4 separate regions of the Mus musculus genome follow, and all the other regions are linked to region 4. Evidence: chromatin contacts called from public Hi-C, HiChIP or PLAC-seq and promoter capture Hi-C data. All regions are on one chromosome and are shown on one strand. The core of a region is the stretch at or near the end of the contact, and the rest is flanking DNA. Distances in the headings are between cores, read along the strand shown.

Evidence for each region. Promoter capture Hi-C pulls out the DNA fragments that hold promoters and counts their contacts. A called contact is a pair of places that touch in the nucleus more often than the background predicts. HiChIP or PLAC-seq counts read pairs in DNA pulled down with a chosen protein or histone mark.
Region 1: a contact with region 4 is called in an H3K27ac HiChIP or PLAC-seq map of embryonic stem cells, with 5 times the contacts expected there. The contact joins the enhancer-like site here to the promoter of Syne3 in region 4. A contact is called at or near these places in 6 of 39 promoter capture datasets (cranial neural crest, frontonasal cranial neural crest, hippocampal neurons and 3 more), 1 of 15 datasets of contacts at CTCF or cohesin (embryonic stem cells), 2 of 484 Hi-C or Micro-C datasets (cortical neurons and embryonic stem cells), 6 of 115 datasets of contacts at active chromatin or transcription factors (craniofacial prominence, embryonic basal ganglia, embryonic limb bud and 3 more) and 1 of 9 other capture datasets (embryonic stem cells).
Region 2: a promoter capture Hi-C map of pre-B cells shows a contact between it and region 4, with 2.4 times the contacts expected there. The contact joins the promoter of Serpina3i here to the promoter of Syne3 in region 4. A contact is called at or near these places in 1 of 39 promoter capture datasets (pre-B cells) and 1 of 115 datasets of contacts at active chromatin or transcription factors (large pre-B cells).
Region 3: a contact with region 4 is called in a Hi-C map of natural killer cells, with 6 times the contacts expected there. The contact joins the enhancer-like site here to the promoter of Syne3 in region 4. A contact is called at or near these places in 1 of 39 promoter capture datasets (hippocampal neurons), 1 of 484 Hi-C or Micro-C datasets (natural killer cells) and 1 of 115 datasets of contacts at active chromatin or transcription factors (memory CD8 T cells).

What each region holds. Positions count from the first base shown.
Region 1 is chr12:104,451,026-104,454,678 of GRCm38.p6, forward strand. No RefSeq gene overlaps it. Among named protein-coding and RNA genes, the nearest start is that of Gm40562, 19 kb to the left of the region's middle. Within about 2 kb of position 2,071, at least 6 of the 459 cell types and tissues checked have an H3K27ac peak or open chromatin away from gene starts, as enhancers often do. A contact at or near this core is called in embryonic stem cells, where this site is marked.
Region 2 is chr12:104,261,398-104,264,970 of GRCm38.p6, forward strand. Serpina3i (serine (or cysteine) peptidase inhibitor, clade A, member 3I) reads left to right here and starts at 1,725. Exons shown (of 6, transcript NM_001199940.1): 1 at 1,725-1,817; 2 at 2,905-3,038.
Region 3 is chr12:104,055,648-104,059,213 of GRCm38.p6, forward strand. No RefSeq gene overlaps it. Among named protein-coding and RNA genes, the nearest start is that of Serpina12, 13 kb to the left of the region's middle. Within about 2 kb of position 2,119, at least 69 of the 459 cell types and tissues checked have an H3K27ac peak or open chromatin away from gene starts, as enhancers often do. A contact at or near this core is called in hippocampal neurons, memory CD8 T cells and natural killer cells, where this site is marked.
Region 4 is chr12:104,996,982-105,000,150 of GRCm38.p6, forward strand. It overlaps Syne3 (spectrin repeat containing, nuclear envelope family member 3), which reads right to left and starts at 1,696. Exons shown (of 19, transcript NM_001042699.2): 1 at 1,551-1,696; 2 at 490-621.

The sequences.
Region 1 (3,653 bases), core at 821-3,320, 550 kb before region 4:
CACCTACAAAACCCAGCTCATAAGTGTCCACTCTGAGAATCCTACCTAGCTGCCAAGTCACTTGCCAAGGCTGCTTCTAGGTGACCAGGAGCTGATGGGTCTCCAGGCATCCCAGGATATCCAAGTCACCTGTTATCCAAGTCACCTATTTCCTTTTCAATCTCCAAAACCTCCAGAGACAGAGACAATAACACCCGGTTCTCTTCTGGTTCCAAGACCAGTACTCAGGAGGGGCCCCGTGGACAGTCTTATTGCGTAAATGATGATCATTTTTCTCATTAATAAAAAGCAATAATTTGGGAGTAGGTGTGTTGGCACGAACCTATAATCACAGCATTTGGGAGGCTGCAGATATGGCTGGTCATGACTTGGAGAGATGGCTCAGTGGTCAAGAGCACGGGCTGCTGTCTCAGAGGACTCAGGTTTGATTCCCAGCACCCACATGGTGGTTCACGAAGATCTGTAACTCCAGTTCCAGGGGATCCAACACCCTCTTCTGGTCTCCACAGGCACCCACGTGGGTACACAGACATACATGCAGTCAAAAATACGGAGACATAAAATAATAAAGATAATGTTTAAAATGGTTGGCAGTCACTTGGGCTTTGTAAAGAAAAATGTCTCTCTTTTTAAATCTTGCTTATTTGTTTATTTTGGGGATGAGTGTCATGTGACATCCACGTGGAGGTTAGAGGTCAACTTCCAGGAGTCCCTCTCTTTTTGACATGTGATCCCCTGGGGTGAAGCTCGGGCCATCAGTCACTGTGACAAGTGCCTCAACTCACTGATCCATCCTGCCATTCCAAATTTTAATTAATTAATTAAGGCACTAATTCTTAACTGGTAGATCTTCTACACACCCCTCCCCAGAGGACACCTGCTCGTGACTGGAGCTGCTTTGCTTGTCACAGCTGGGAAGGAGAAAGCAGCTAGTGAGCACAGACAGAGTGGGTATAGGACTCTGGGGGGCCCTACACACACTGGCTTCAGTGAGACCCTTCTTCTGTAAAACATGAAAGAAAATTCTATTTTACAATTGAGTTGATATGGAGATAAATACCATTGAGCTGACCTACAAACCTACAAAACCCAGCTCATAAGTGTCCACTCTGAGAATCCTACCTAGCTGCCAAGTCACTTGCCAGGGCTGCTTCTAGGTGACTTTCTTTCTTTCTTTCTTTCTTTCTTTCTTTCTTTCTTTCTTTCTTTCTTTAACAAGGTCTTACTCTACAGCACAGATTTTACCTGGAACATACAATGTAGCCCAGGCTGGCCTCAACTTCCCATGTGTTGGAATTCTAGATGTTCAACATCATGCCTGATTACACATCCTTTATTGTTATGTTCATTTTTTCCTTCTGATTTTAAATTTTAATTCAAGAACATTTTCAGAGCCCCAAATGTACTCTGGGGCTTGGGAAGTGTCTGCATGACTACTGGGTAAGAGGCTTGGGGCCCCTAAACATTCCATAAAGTCTAGGACCACCCTATGAAACAGCCTCAAAGGACAACAGGTCAGTTCTGAGAATGTGTCATCAAGGAACACTCCAGAATGTAGAGTTTACAGAGTTAGTTAGTCTGAGCTCCCATAGCCCCTGGAGCCGGCTGAAATAGCCAGGATGGGTTAACCTTCACCAGCAAGGCTGTAGGGCAGGGGAGGGGCTGATGAGTACAGTGCACACTTTCATGAGACCACTCATAAACAGGTTCCCCCCTCCCTCCTCCTCCCCAAAGGGTGGATAGAGCATGGACTCCTATTTTGCTCTTGTTGAGCTCGATATCCAGGCAGCCGGCAACACTTCATTATTCACACAAACAGGAAGTCCTATGATGCCATTGCCCGGGGCAGCTTCATTAGTTTGAAGCCGAGTGGTCTCTGCAAATGTGTTTGTGTAATTTACATGATCTCCACACATGCATCCCTGTGCCGCTTGTCAAGGGAATGCACTCTGAGAAACACATCTTTGGGCAAGCTCCTTGTCTTCAGAGCACTGTGGGGTGTGCTTGCATGGGACCAGACTGGGTAAGCAGCCTCCCTGGTGCAACCCAGGGACACCCATAAGCACTGGATGCAGCAGGCAGCATTAACACCACAAAGGTGATGCTTATCCTGGGTGGTTTGATAGAAGGAGTAGAATCACTCTGGAAGTAAACTTCTGAGGAAGTTAAGGGGGATTTTCTGGATTGAGCTGGCTGAGGAGAGCAGCTCCACCCTAGCTGTGGGTGGCGCCATTCCATTAGCTGGAGTTTCAGACTGAGCAGAAAGAAGAAACCAAGCTGAGTGAGCACAGGCTCCATTCCTGCAGATACAATGTAACCAGTTCATCTCTGCAGATACAATGTAACCAGTTCATTCCTGTAGATACAATGTAACCAGTTCATTTCTGCAGATACAGTGTAACCAGTTCATTCCTGTAGATACAATGTAACCAGTTCGTTTCTGCAGATACAATGTAACCAGTGGCCTGCGGCTCTTACTGTCACACTCACACACACCCCTCTGTGAGGGACTGAACCCTCCAACTGTGAGCCTGAACCAACCTGAACCAGAACCAACCTCTCCTACTATGGGTTGCTTTTGACAGGTATTTTGTTGCCACAATAAGGCAAGTGGCTAATACTTGGAAATTGGTGTAGAGAGAAGTGGACTGTTACCCTGCTGTACCTGAGCAGGCAGTTCAAAGACCTTTGGAACTGGTTTGGGGAAAGAATATGGGAAAGTCAGAGTATTGGGCTTGGAAAGCTGTAGAATGTGATAAGCAGAACCTAATGGACCGATCTGGTGGGAATTTTGAAGACAAGAATGCTAAGAGAGAAGTGAACAGCAGAGCCTGGTCAGGAAGCTTCAGAGGAGAGTAAAGACTATACTGGGAACTGGGCTGGAGGCCATTCATGTGATGATATTCAGGCAAATAACCTGGCTGTGTGTTGCCTGTGTCCTACAAACTTGAAGGATACTGAACAAAGGAGCAATAGATTAGTCCGTTTGATGGAGAAGGAAATAAAAGCACTCAGGTTACAGCCCAGCTACTGCTCGCAGCCATCATCCAGGTCCACAGTGAGGGAGACCATGGGTCATCTGCCAAGGAAAGCTGCAGGTATGGAGTAGAGCCAGCCCAATAGAGATGCTACATATGCTGCAGGCTACTGAGCTGGAGGGGAGGACCACCTAAACCTAAAAGATTCTGTTGAAAGCCCTAAATGTTGGACATGGAGTGATAGCTTCAAAGTTGCCATCCTCCTGCCTCAGCTCCGGAGTGCTATGATTATAGAATTGGCTTGTAAGCTCATTTTTTCCAAATATTTTTGATCTGTGGTAGCAGGCTCCACAGATACAGAGACCCAAGTCTACAATTTATTTCAAAGGCTTTTGGAGTCAGTATGCTCTTAATTTATTTAGGATATTTTGCGTATATAGTTATTAAGTGAATGATTATTTATATGTTGTCTTTTTCAGACAGAGGTCTCCCTATGTAGCCTAGAGAGACCTTGAACTCAGGATCTTCCTGACCCTACTTCCCGAGTGCTAAGACTTACAACCCCAGCTCAGCTCTGTGCTCTTGTGTGTTTTCCATCTAGAATTACAACTAGTATTATCCCACCTCATAGAACAACCCTTCACTCCCCCAACCCTTCTGTTTTGTAGAAGACAG
Region 2 (3,573 bases), core at 475-2,974, 740 kb before region 4:
GAAGGGAAAGAGCTGGAACAACCAACTCTAAAATTTGATGTTGAATGTTGTAGATAACTGGAGCCAGCAGAATTCAGCAGAAACACCCAGGAGTCTCAAAAGTGACACTTCAGTTAGGGTGGATAGGACCCTGTGAAAGTGCCCAGTGTTCTTTCCCTGGTTTCAGAACAAAATGTAAGCAAAGAATGTGAAGAAATTAAAGTCTGTGGGTAGGAAGGAGATCTTATTGGGAATCACATTGGCAAGGTTCTCTCTCTCTCTCTCCCTCTCCCTCTCTCTCTCTCTCTCTCTCTCTGTCTCTCTCTCCCTCTCTCCCTCCCTCTCTCTCTCTCTCTCTCTCTCTCTCTCTCATGCCTGCAGGCAGAGAGAAGAAGCAACATCTGAAAGAAGAAAAAAGATTTGAAATGACAGCAGTGTAGGGTGCTTTGAGATGATTCAGGCTATCTGCGTGGAATAGGAACTAGGTCCCTTGCCTGAAGTAGCTGATATTTATGGCAATGTTAACGTTCCTCCTGGTGAACAAGAATACACCATTGGCCATCTTCTTTCCTGGTGTGTGTAGAGCCAACTTGAGGCTTTCCTTAGGCATCAGGAATCCTCCCTGTTAGGACCTGCACTTCCATTTTGGGGACTGCAGCTTTGGACCAAACACATGCTGGTGAATCCCTCACCCCACTGTTAACAAAAAATCCACAGCTCTCATCCTAAAAAGAGTAAGGGATACTTCATTCTAGAGCCAGTTTGCATGACAGTTGTCAGAGAACACAGATTTCCATCACCCAAATTCCATGTTCAATGAGGAATCACTTCTACAAAATCATTATGACTTTACAAAAGAAAGAAAGCCACAAACCTGGGCAAGTTTAAGAGGCATGGGTGGATACCTGAGAGTCAATTGCATCAGCATGGGGAAAGCTTCTCTCTAGACTCAAGTCATCATCTGCTTCCATGCTGCTCCTGGGTTGCAGCTAGCTGGTTGCTAAGTTAATAGATCCTATTGTCACAGGTGTCATTTCTGACACACAGGCAGGTAATGCATGGGTGTTCCATAGAGGTAGAACTTATCACAAGATAAGGTGATAATGAGCCTCTGTCAGGACCTGCCATGCTCCAATCTCTCTACAGAACTGAAACTGTCAACAGCCAGTCAGTCTCTGCAGACAAAGACACCTTTCAGATTTCCTCCACTGCCAGACACAGGCAGCTTCCCTTCAGATGTCAGATAGCCAAACAGTGCAAAGCATGTCTCTGTTTTTTATGTACCCATTCTAGCATGACAGGACACTTATATAGAAGCAGGCTAAAGCCTGTCAACATTGAGGAATGTGTTTATTAATGTGCAAGCTTCCCTATAAAAATGTGCTAGCATGGACACAGAATGGTTTTCTTTTTGAAGTGAATTAGAAACACCAGACAAGTGTTAGCTTTATATCTCCTGGGGAAATGTGGTCTGTGTTTGTGCTCTGTCTTTTTGCCTTCACTACACATCCTTATTCCACAGTCTCCTTTGAACAGTTATAGGCATGGTAGCCACACTAGTTCACCCATTGGTTTGTATTTAGAACAGTAAGGGGTTTTCCCAGCAGGGAATGGCTCTGCAAGATAAAACCTGTAAGTGCTTGTTCCCAGAAATCACCCAGTCTGTCCTTTTCCCATCAGAGCCCAGAGCACAGCTTGTATTCATCAGCATTTCCTAAGAAGTGGGAGGAGTCCTTGGTGGGGGCATGCAGTGGAGAGAACAACAGACCAGGAAGGCAGCAACTCTGACCACCAGGAGCCAGCTATCACAGACACTGGCAGCTGGCTCAGCTCTGCAGGTAAGGCCCTGATACCTTCTCTCTGGGGACAGAAGAAGGCTTCACAGGCTGTGTGGTATTGTCTATGACCAAGGGTTTTGGTTTGGGGAGGGTGAGGATTTTTATCTGGGGCATGAGTTTGGACTCCAGGAACATTTCTGCAGTGCCTGAACATCTTCACTCTTATCTGGGTCTTCATGGCTATGGAAGTTGCTGGTGCCATGAGCTATGCCCTGGAAAGCAAATGGAGCCTGCTCCTTCTGACCCTCCACAGGTCCATACTGAGACCTTGCTAATGCAGGTGCTGATGTAGAAGCCAGGAGGGGACAGGATTGTTAGAGTCCATTTGCAGAGTCAGCACCACTGCCATGCTCCCACCAGACTGCAGAGGCCTTAGGTTCAGGGACCCCACTCCCCTTGTAAATTCCATGGAGCAGAAAGTAGGGCCACACTCTGTCCTAGACAGGGGGATAAGACAACTGCTCAGCTACTGACTCATTTCACTGCTCCACCAACAGAGTAGCCTGTGTTCTGTGGAAATAACCTTGAAATCAAGTATTATCTGATGCTTTTCCAAAGAAATGGTTGCCTCAGTCTGACACAGTGAAGGTGGCTGAAAACCCTGGCTCCTCAGCAGGCATGCCAGTGCCTGGGGACATGAGGAAAAGCCCAAACACCTTTCTCCCCTACTGTCCATTTTCCTAACTCTCCCAGTCTCTTCTCCACCCCATCTTCCCCTTGGCTCCTTCATCCTATCCCCTCAGCCTCCCATCCACCAGCCCATCTGTCTTCCACTTCCACATTCTTTCTTTTCCTTTCCCATTGTCCTCTTTCCTGTCCACTCCTCTCTCTCCCCCTCCCCCTTCCACCCTATGGCATCTGCATTTCCTCTGACCTCTCCTACAATCTGTGCAGAAGCTGAAAAGGAGCCCTGTCTTTAAAAAGATCACAAGCCATCAGTTGTAGTCTTTCATGGTGCCTGCAACTCCCAGGACATGTGTGTATGGAGGAGATGGCCCTTTGGACATTTATCACATTCACTCCCATGTTGAAGATACTATATAATATAGATATTATTACTAATTATGTAACCTGTGCCTTTTGACAGGTTGCCCAGAGATGTCTACTCATCGGATTGCTACTACACAGAAATCCTCAAAGCAAGAATAAAATATGATCCCGGAGGGATAGATTTAGGCTCTACTCAGTTTTCGTCCCATCAGAAAGCCTTTTTGAGCTAAGGTATAAACTACCAGGTGGTACCTTGGTAGGAGTAAAAGAACCTTCCACGATTGGTCCTTCTAATTGGCACCTGTTCTCAGAGGTTCCAAGGCTCTGACACTGAGGCAGAAATCTTCAGTCCTTCCTGTCAATTGACATCCGAATTCCCAGAAACACGCACTGGATCCAGCTCAGTGCAATGACATTTTTTGGACAGGTTGCCTATAGGTTGGGGTGGGTCCTGTCCTACCTAACTGGCCTGAGATTCCTTCCCTGAGTCCAGACTAAAGGGGGGTGCTGAGGTGTTGGCACACAATTGCAATGGAAGATGGTTTCTGCCTCCCAGTGAATCCTTATGCCAATCTAAAAACGTGAGAGGAGACTTTAATATAACACAGGCTGGTGCACAGCCCCACATTTTTCTCTTCCTTTCATGGTGACCCTGGCAGTCTCTTCATTTCTCTGGATAATGGTTCTCTATTAGGAACGTGTTTACAGTAACAGAGTTCCTACACTGGTAAAGGAAGCAGGGCACATGCTACTGCCATTAGAGAGG
Region 3 (3,566 bases), core at 869-3,368, 940 kb before region 4:
ATTGCCAGGATAACCTTGAACCTCTGATGAACTGAGAATTAGAGAATGCTGGGATTACAGGTTTAGGCTGAAAGGCTTCGTGGCCACTGAGCTGGCTGCATGTTTCTTTCATGATCATCGTCAATTTGAATGACCATCTCAGGACAACTCCGATGATGGAGTTGCTTGTTTGAGGGCAGCACCTTCAAAAGCCTGGAGTCCAGAGAGCTGAGTGTTTCCACTCACATGACCACATCATCTTCCCACACCCTCCTCACCATCCAATCACGGCTGCCTCAGCTCAGCACACGATGGCAGCCTTCAGCATGCCAGACCTGGGAGGTAGCTACCACAGACACGTGGGTCAAGCTGGATGCCAGAGCAGGAGGTGGGTTGCCTCAGCCAGGCCCTGGCAGCCGTGACTCATGCCAATGATGTCTGAAAGGGAGGGAGAGTAGTGTTTGGAATCCACGGGGAAAGGACAGGCTGGCAAGGCAGGGTGGGCTCGGGTTCTTGGAAGTTAGGTCTAAAGGGCTTGATCTGGGCATTGGGAGCCTATGCTGGGGTCTGCAGGTAGAGCCAGGTGTTCTCAGAGCCAGAATCTTTTCCCAGGATATAGATATCTGGGGGCTGGTTGAGAAAGTCATGGGGAGTTGGAGGCTAGAGAAAACTCAGTGGTGAACATTAAGACCATGATTGTAAGGTGAGGGTCTTTATAATAGAGGGGTGCCCAGATAGAGGGGGGTCAAGGGAAAAAGTCCAGTCTGATAGGATGTCAGAAAAGAACTGTGGGCAAGAGAGGTAGGAGCTAGGTCCATGACTGTGGAACCAAGGTGGCCAGGGAATGGGTCTATGGGGACAGGGCTGACTGTTGCTGGGCTCTAGCTACAGCTGTCACCACCTTCGTTAGAGTCAGTTCTCATCCATGGACCATAGACTGGGAACAGCAGTGTCCAGGAGCCCTGGGCTGTCTGAGCAGGCTGGGGAGGGTTCCTGGAGAAATCAGATTGGAGCAAAACCTGTGGAGGGGGCTGTTTCCACACAACCTTCCTTGGGAAGGGTTTAGCAGATGTGTCCACACACTCTTGGCCTCTACCTGTGAAGTTAATCTCTTGCTCCGCTGCCTTCACCGACTCCATATTGCCCATGGAATGAGCTTCAGCCGAGGTGTCGTGTGATCTCATTCACTCTAGGGATGGTACAGAGGAGTTGATTTCTCACCTGTTCTGCTACCCAGGAGCAGTACTCATGTCAAGGGTGTCCTCTGCATCATGTTTAGGACAGAAACATCCCCTCCCTCCTTTCCAAGGCTGATACAGCCCATACTACACCATGCTCTGTGCTGGGAACGTGCCTGGTAATTTTGTGTTTATTGTCTCTTCCTTCCTAACGGGATTAAGAGGGGCTCTATTGCTACAGGGTTCATGTTGTCTCTGGTGCTGTTCCTATAAAGCTCTTGCACTCGCTCTGGGGGCTGCTGGATGTTTGTTCCACGGGTCCCTTACCACTGTCACCTCAAGAGAGGTGTCATTTCCTGTCACTGTCTCCTCCTCAGTCTCACTTCTGCCCTCATCACTTCTGAATTCAGCGCTCACCGTTTCTGCACTGGGCTCTGTGCCAGGGAAATGCTGTGACACCAGACAGACCTAGTGTGAAAACCAGCTCTGCTCTCTGCCAGCTACTCAGCCCTGGAAAGTTACTGCTTTCTCAGGGCCTCTGCCTCCTCCTTTGTCTCTGAGATGCAGATGAAGTTTCAGCCAAAACTGGGGAGATGAGAAGAGGTTCTTGCTCAGGCCTTGGTGAGGCTGCAGATGAGGTGTGAAGATGGGAGGATTCAGAGAGGCCTCAGATGAAAGAGCCAGGATACGATGCTCCTGGAACCTTCCATCTGCTCCAGCCAGTCCACCAGGGCAGCAAAGCCACACTGTGACATGTGGACAGTTCTGGTGGGCATGGGTGGCACTGTGCTGGCGTCTTTCTCCAGCCTGGTGATTTAGCAGCCCTTACAAGGTGCCAAAGTTCTTCCCCTGGGTCAGGATGTGGAAAATCCCAGAGAGCAGCCATAGGTTAGACCGATGAGCTTGTTTGGCACTGTGTCATGGGAACTAGGTGTGCCAGCGGGCAAGGCAGGACTACGGCACCTGACAGCCCACACTGACCTCAGAGCAGCTCCCACCTTCAAAGCCAGCACACGTTTCTCTGGTGACCTGGAGCACGTGACAAAAGGGTTCCAAAGAACGGAATCCTTTCTGGGCTATGTGACACCCACCTGGAAGTGTCATCACTGGCCCACCACCCTCTAAGGGGGAGTGTCTTACAGTTTCTGTACCACAACTTCTCTCTGTTCCACATTTATCCTCCCTGACTATGCAAGATATATGTCATAAGATATATCTTATGACAAATAAGAAGGACCATGAGGCTGAATTTGTTGGTGGAGGCAGAATATCTGTGGACTCTGTGAACTCAATGCCAAACAAAGCAAGTTGCAGGCCAGCCTGGGCTATATGGTAAGACTGTCTCAAATAAAGATAGATAGATAGATAGATAGATAGATAGATAGATAGATAGATAGATAGATAGATAGATAGATAGGATTGATAGATGAGAAAGAAATGATAAATAGGTGATAGAGGAATAGACAGACAGACAGACAGGTAGATAGATAGATAGATAGATAGATAGATAGATAGATAGATAGATAGATAGATAGATAGATAGATGATAGATAAATGATAGAGAGATAGACTCATGAAAAATTAGTAAGGACATAAATATGACAGGCCAGCTGTGTTACACACACACACACACACACACACACACACACACACACACACACACTAAATTGCAAATGGGAAACAGGCATATTGGCACACACTTTTAATCCTAGAACTTGAGAGGCAGGGGCAGGCAGATCTCCCTGAGTTCAAAGCCAGCCTGGTCTACAGAGCTAGTTCCTGGACAGCCAGGGCTACATAGTGAGACTTGTCTCAACCTCCCCCTCAAAGCAAACAAACAGAAATCATAAACGGGAATGTGGGGAGGAGGGAATTAGAGGGAAAAGCCACAATTCTACACACAGAAGGAGCAGTGAACTGAGCATAACTGAGTGTGTTTGGGGGCCAGGAGCTTGCAATACAAGTATGAGTGTGTGTCACTCCCTCACACCGCTGTGAGCATGGCAAGTCTACCACAGTCTTGTGTCCTGAGGGGGGTGCCTGTTCCATCAGGAAGCAAGGTATGCACTTAGTGGTGTCTCTCAGTCTGCTGCAAGCTTCAACACCTCTGTGTCTCCGAGGAAACGTGTCAGAGCCCCTTCCTTTCCTGCTACAGCACCTTTCAAAGTGTAGTTAAACTCTCCTTTAACTATCACTCCCTGTGTTCATTTCCAAGCATCTATTTGGCACCAACTGCATGCCAACACAGTCCACAGCCTCGAGGAGCTGATTCTAGAGTCTGGGAAGGCCTCACTGGTTGCGGCTGACCTGTTGTAGCTAAGTGAATGCTGGACCGTCCGGAGTGCCTTCCCACCTCTCTGCGGAGTCTGCTTTTTCCTCCTGCTTGCCCCACCCCATATTGAGTTCTAT
Region 4 (3,169 bases), core at 446-2,945:
CAGACAGACAGAGACAGAGAGAGAGAGGCAGGCAGACAAAAAAAAAAAAAAAAGGAGACCTCTGAACTGTAGTTCCTTCTAGATTGCCAATTCCAATGCAACCACACCTTTTCCAGTCCTGCCCATCTCTCAGTCCCCCTACCCAGGGCAGTGCCTGGCACACAGGACACCTTCAGAGAGAATGAAAGAGCCAGCTTCCCCTGTTAGAACAGAGCTTCACTCATCGTGTGGAGACAGACTTGCACGGCTTCCTTGCTACGCAGCTCACTCACGGAAGCACAAGCAAATGAGAGAGAGAGAGAGAGAGAGAGAGAGAGAGAGAGAGGCTGATCCAGGAGAGAGAGGCAGGCTGAGCCAGGGTCAGTGCGAGGAGATTCTGTGGGGAGAGGACTTTGCTCAGGAAGAGGTCAGTAAGGAAGAAGAACAGTGGCGGTGGCTGGGAAAGGCTCATACACGGAGTGGGAGAACACATGCAAAGGCATGAATTACCTTCCCGGTCGCTTGTCTCCAGCACGGAGGAAACAAGGAAGACTCTCCAGCCCACACATCCACAGGGACAGGAATTATTAAGCACAGGGTTCCAGACAGGCAGGGTTGGCCCCAGGATAAGAAAGCTTCCACCTGCCTAGCAAAGAGAGGAACAGGGCCTTGGAGACTTCTAGAACATGGAAGTCCGAAGGGGACACCCATCCCTAGTCAGAACCGCAGGGCTAACCTGGGGTAATGTCCACCATCTGGGTGATCACTGGTCCTGGTTAGCTGGGCACTTTTTTAGTACTAAGCTCAGATGAATATTCTGTCTGAGGCGAATTGAGAACAGCTGACCAACCACTTCCACCTTCCTCTCCCCTCCCGAGGTCTGCCCGTCCCCTCCTCTCTCAGCCACTCGCAGAGTCCTGCAGCCTGCGGTATGCTCTCAGAGGCAGCCAGAAACCAAGCAGCTTGTCCTGGGGACCACAAGGGATGCCTTCACTAGGGACCAATGCCTGGGTGTCCCCATCTCTAGCAGATGCACAAGACCCTGGCTTAGTTCATCCTGCTTCTAAAGACAGCTGCCTCTGATCAGGCATTGCCTCCTGCGAGCTCCCCGAGGCCTCCTCCCAAGCCTGATTTGACTTTCAGAGTGACGCTGCCCAGCAAACACCCAATCAACTGAGGAGGCAGCATCCCTGAGGACACACCCACCTCCACAACACAGAGAAAACCAAAGCTAGCAGAGCATGCTGCCCATGCCTGAAATCCCAGCACTTGGGAGGCTGAGGCAGGAGGATTGCCACAAGTTCAAGACCAGCCTAGGTTAAAAAGCCATTATCAAGTCAGGGCTACACAAGACTTAAAAACTTAGAAACAAATAAAACAACACATAAAAAATTAATAATCACCATACTATAAAGTGAAATTTGATGCTGAATTTTAAAATACAAAACACCAAGGTTAAATCTTGCCAGAGATTTATCTCCAGTGTTCGCTTCACAGCACCTGGAAGACAACATTCTTCCAAATGGACATTCCACAATCCTGGTTTTAGAACCTTCTGGAACCTTCCTCACCTGTCCAGAAGAAACTCAGAAAAACATGATCCTTCCCAAATGTTTGTCTGTAGGCTGGAGTCTCTAAATTGGAACTCTATGTGAAGATACGCCCTCAGTCTGGAGCCACGCCTAGCTGTGGGACCCCTCAACAATGCTGGTCCTCCAAGACTGCCAGGCACAGCAGGAAGGAGATATGAGAGCCCTCACCCCAGGGTAAAGGCGATGATTAAATTAATCCCTGTCAGCAAGCTCCCAGATCAACGGGATGTAATCTCCCGCAGGGCCCTGCAAGGGCATTGTTCGGAAAGAGCTGGGTATTTGCTGAGCAAATGAGCAAATAAGTTATCTAACCCTAGCTCCCAGTCAATCAGCAGTCACAGCACTGAGACCTGCTTCAGACCATTGTGGCTGGACTCAAACTCATGGCGATGCTCCTATCTCAGCCTTCCAACACACAGGGACTACAGGTATGAACCATGTTCAGTCCTGGGAACCCACAGGGTTCTACCCTGCAGCTCAGGGCTCCTGAATGACCAGTTTACTGTGTTTCGGGAAAGTACCAGGCCCCTGTGGGCACTGAAGTCTTGTAATATCGTCACCAAATTTACAGGACAATAATGGCTCCAGGGAAAGATCTTGACGACCAGATAGAGCATCTCAGAATGCTTTGGGGAAGAGGCAAACACATCATGTTGAAAGAATTCTCCACGCCAATCCCAAGGGCTGACGTAAAGCCTCCTGGGAAACTCCTTTGTTAACCCTCAACCACTCCAGTGTAGCCTAGCTCCCTGGAGTGTCCTGGGTCCTCAGCACCTGAGGTGAGGTTTCCTTCAGGGTGTCGGCCCCACCCTTCAGCCACGTGTACACAGGACATGCCCGGACCTGCACGTGCTCAGTCTCCCCAGCATGGGGCAGGGTTGCCAGGGGCCCTGCAAGCCTGCCTCAAAGCCATGAAAGAAGCCGGAGCCGACCACAAAAAGTGCAGATGGTTGCTTCATTCACTCCTGACTTACATTTATATTAAAGGGAAACTTTGTATCTTTCCCTCAAATGAGGAAACAGGATCAATGGTGAGTCTATTACACATCCTAAGAAATTAGCCCGCTGGACAGACACACACCCAAGAACTTCTTCTGTTTGCACAGAAGTCTTCACCTTGATAGAGAGTGAAGGAAGTAACAGAAAGAGGACACATTAGTGCCACCCAGAAGTGTCCCCAACTGTCCCAGGCCAACCCAGGGCTCTCAACTATCCCTGCCCATCAGGATTGCCTAAGAGTTTCCAGAAGAAACAACCTCACTTCCAGAGACTTCTAATTCTACTGGCAACGCAAGTGACCATGAAAACATCCTATAAACAGAATTGTTCAAAGAACCAGAAAGGGCCAGGGATGTAGGTCAGGGAGCAGAGAGAGTTCTTGGGTAGCACACACACAGCCCGGGGCTCAATTGCCAGCACCACCTATACCAAATGTGGTGGCGGCACACGCCTGTAATCCCAGCACTTTGGAGGTGGAGGCAGGAGGAGCAAGGAAGTCAAGGTTGTCCCTGTCTACGCTCTGATGCCTTGAGCTTGTAATACCCCTGTTCTGAGTTCTACATCCAGAACCAGGAAGATCAAGGCTGGAAACCAGACAG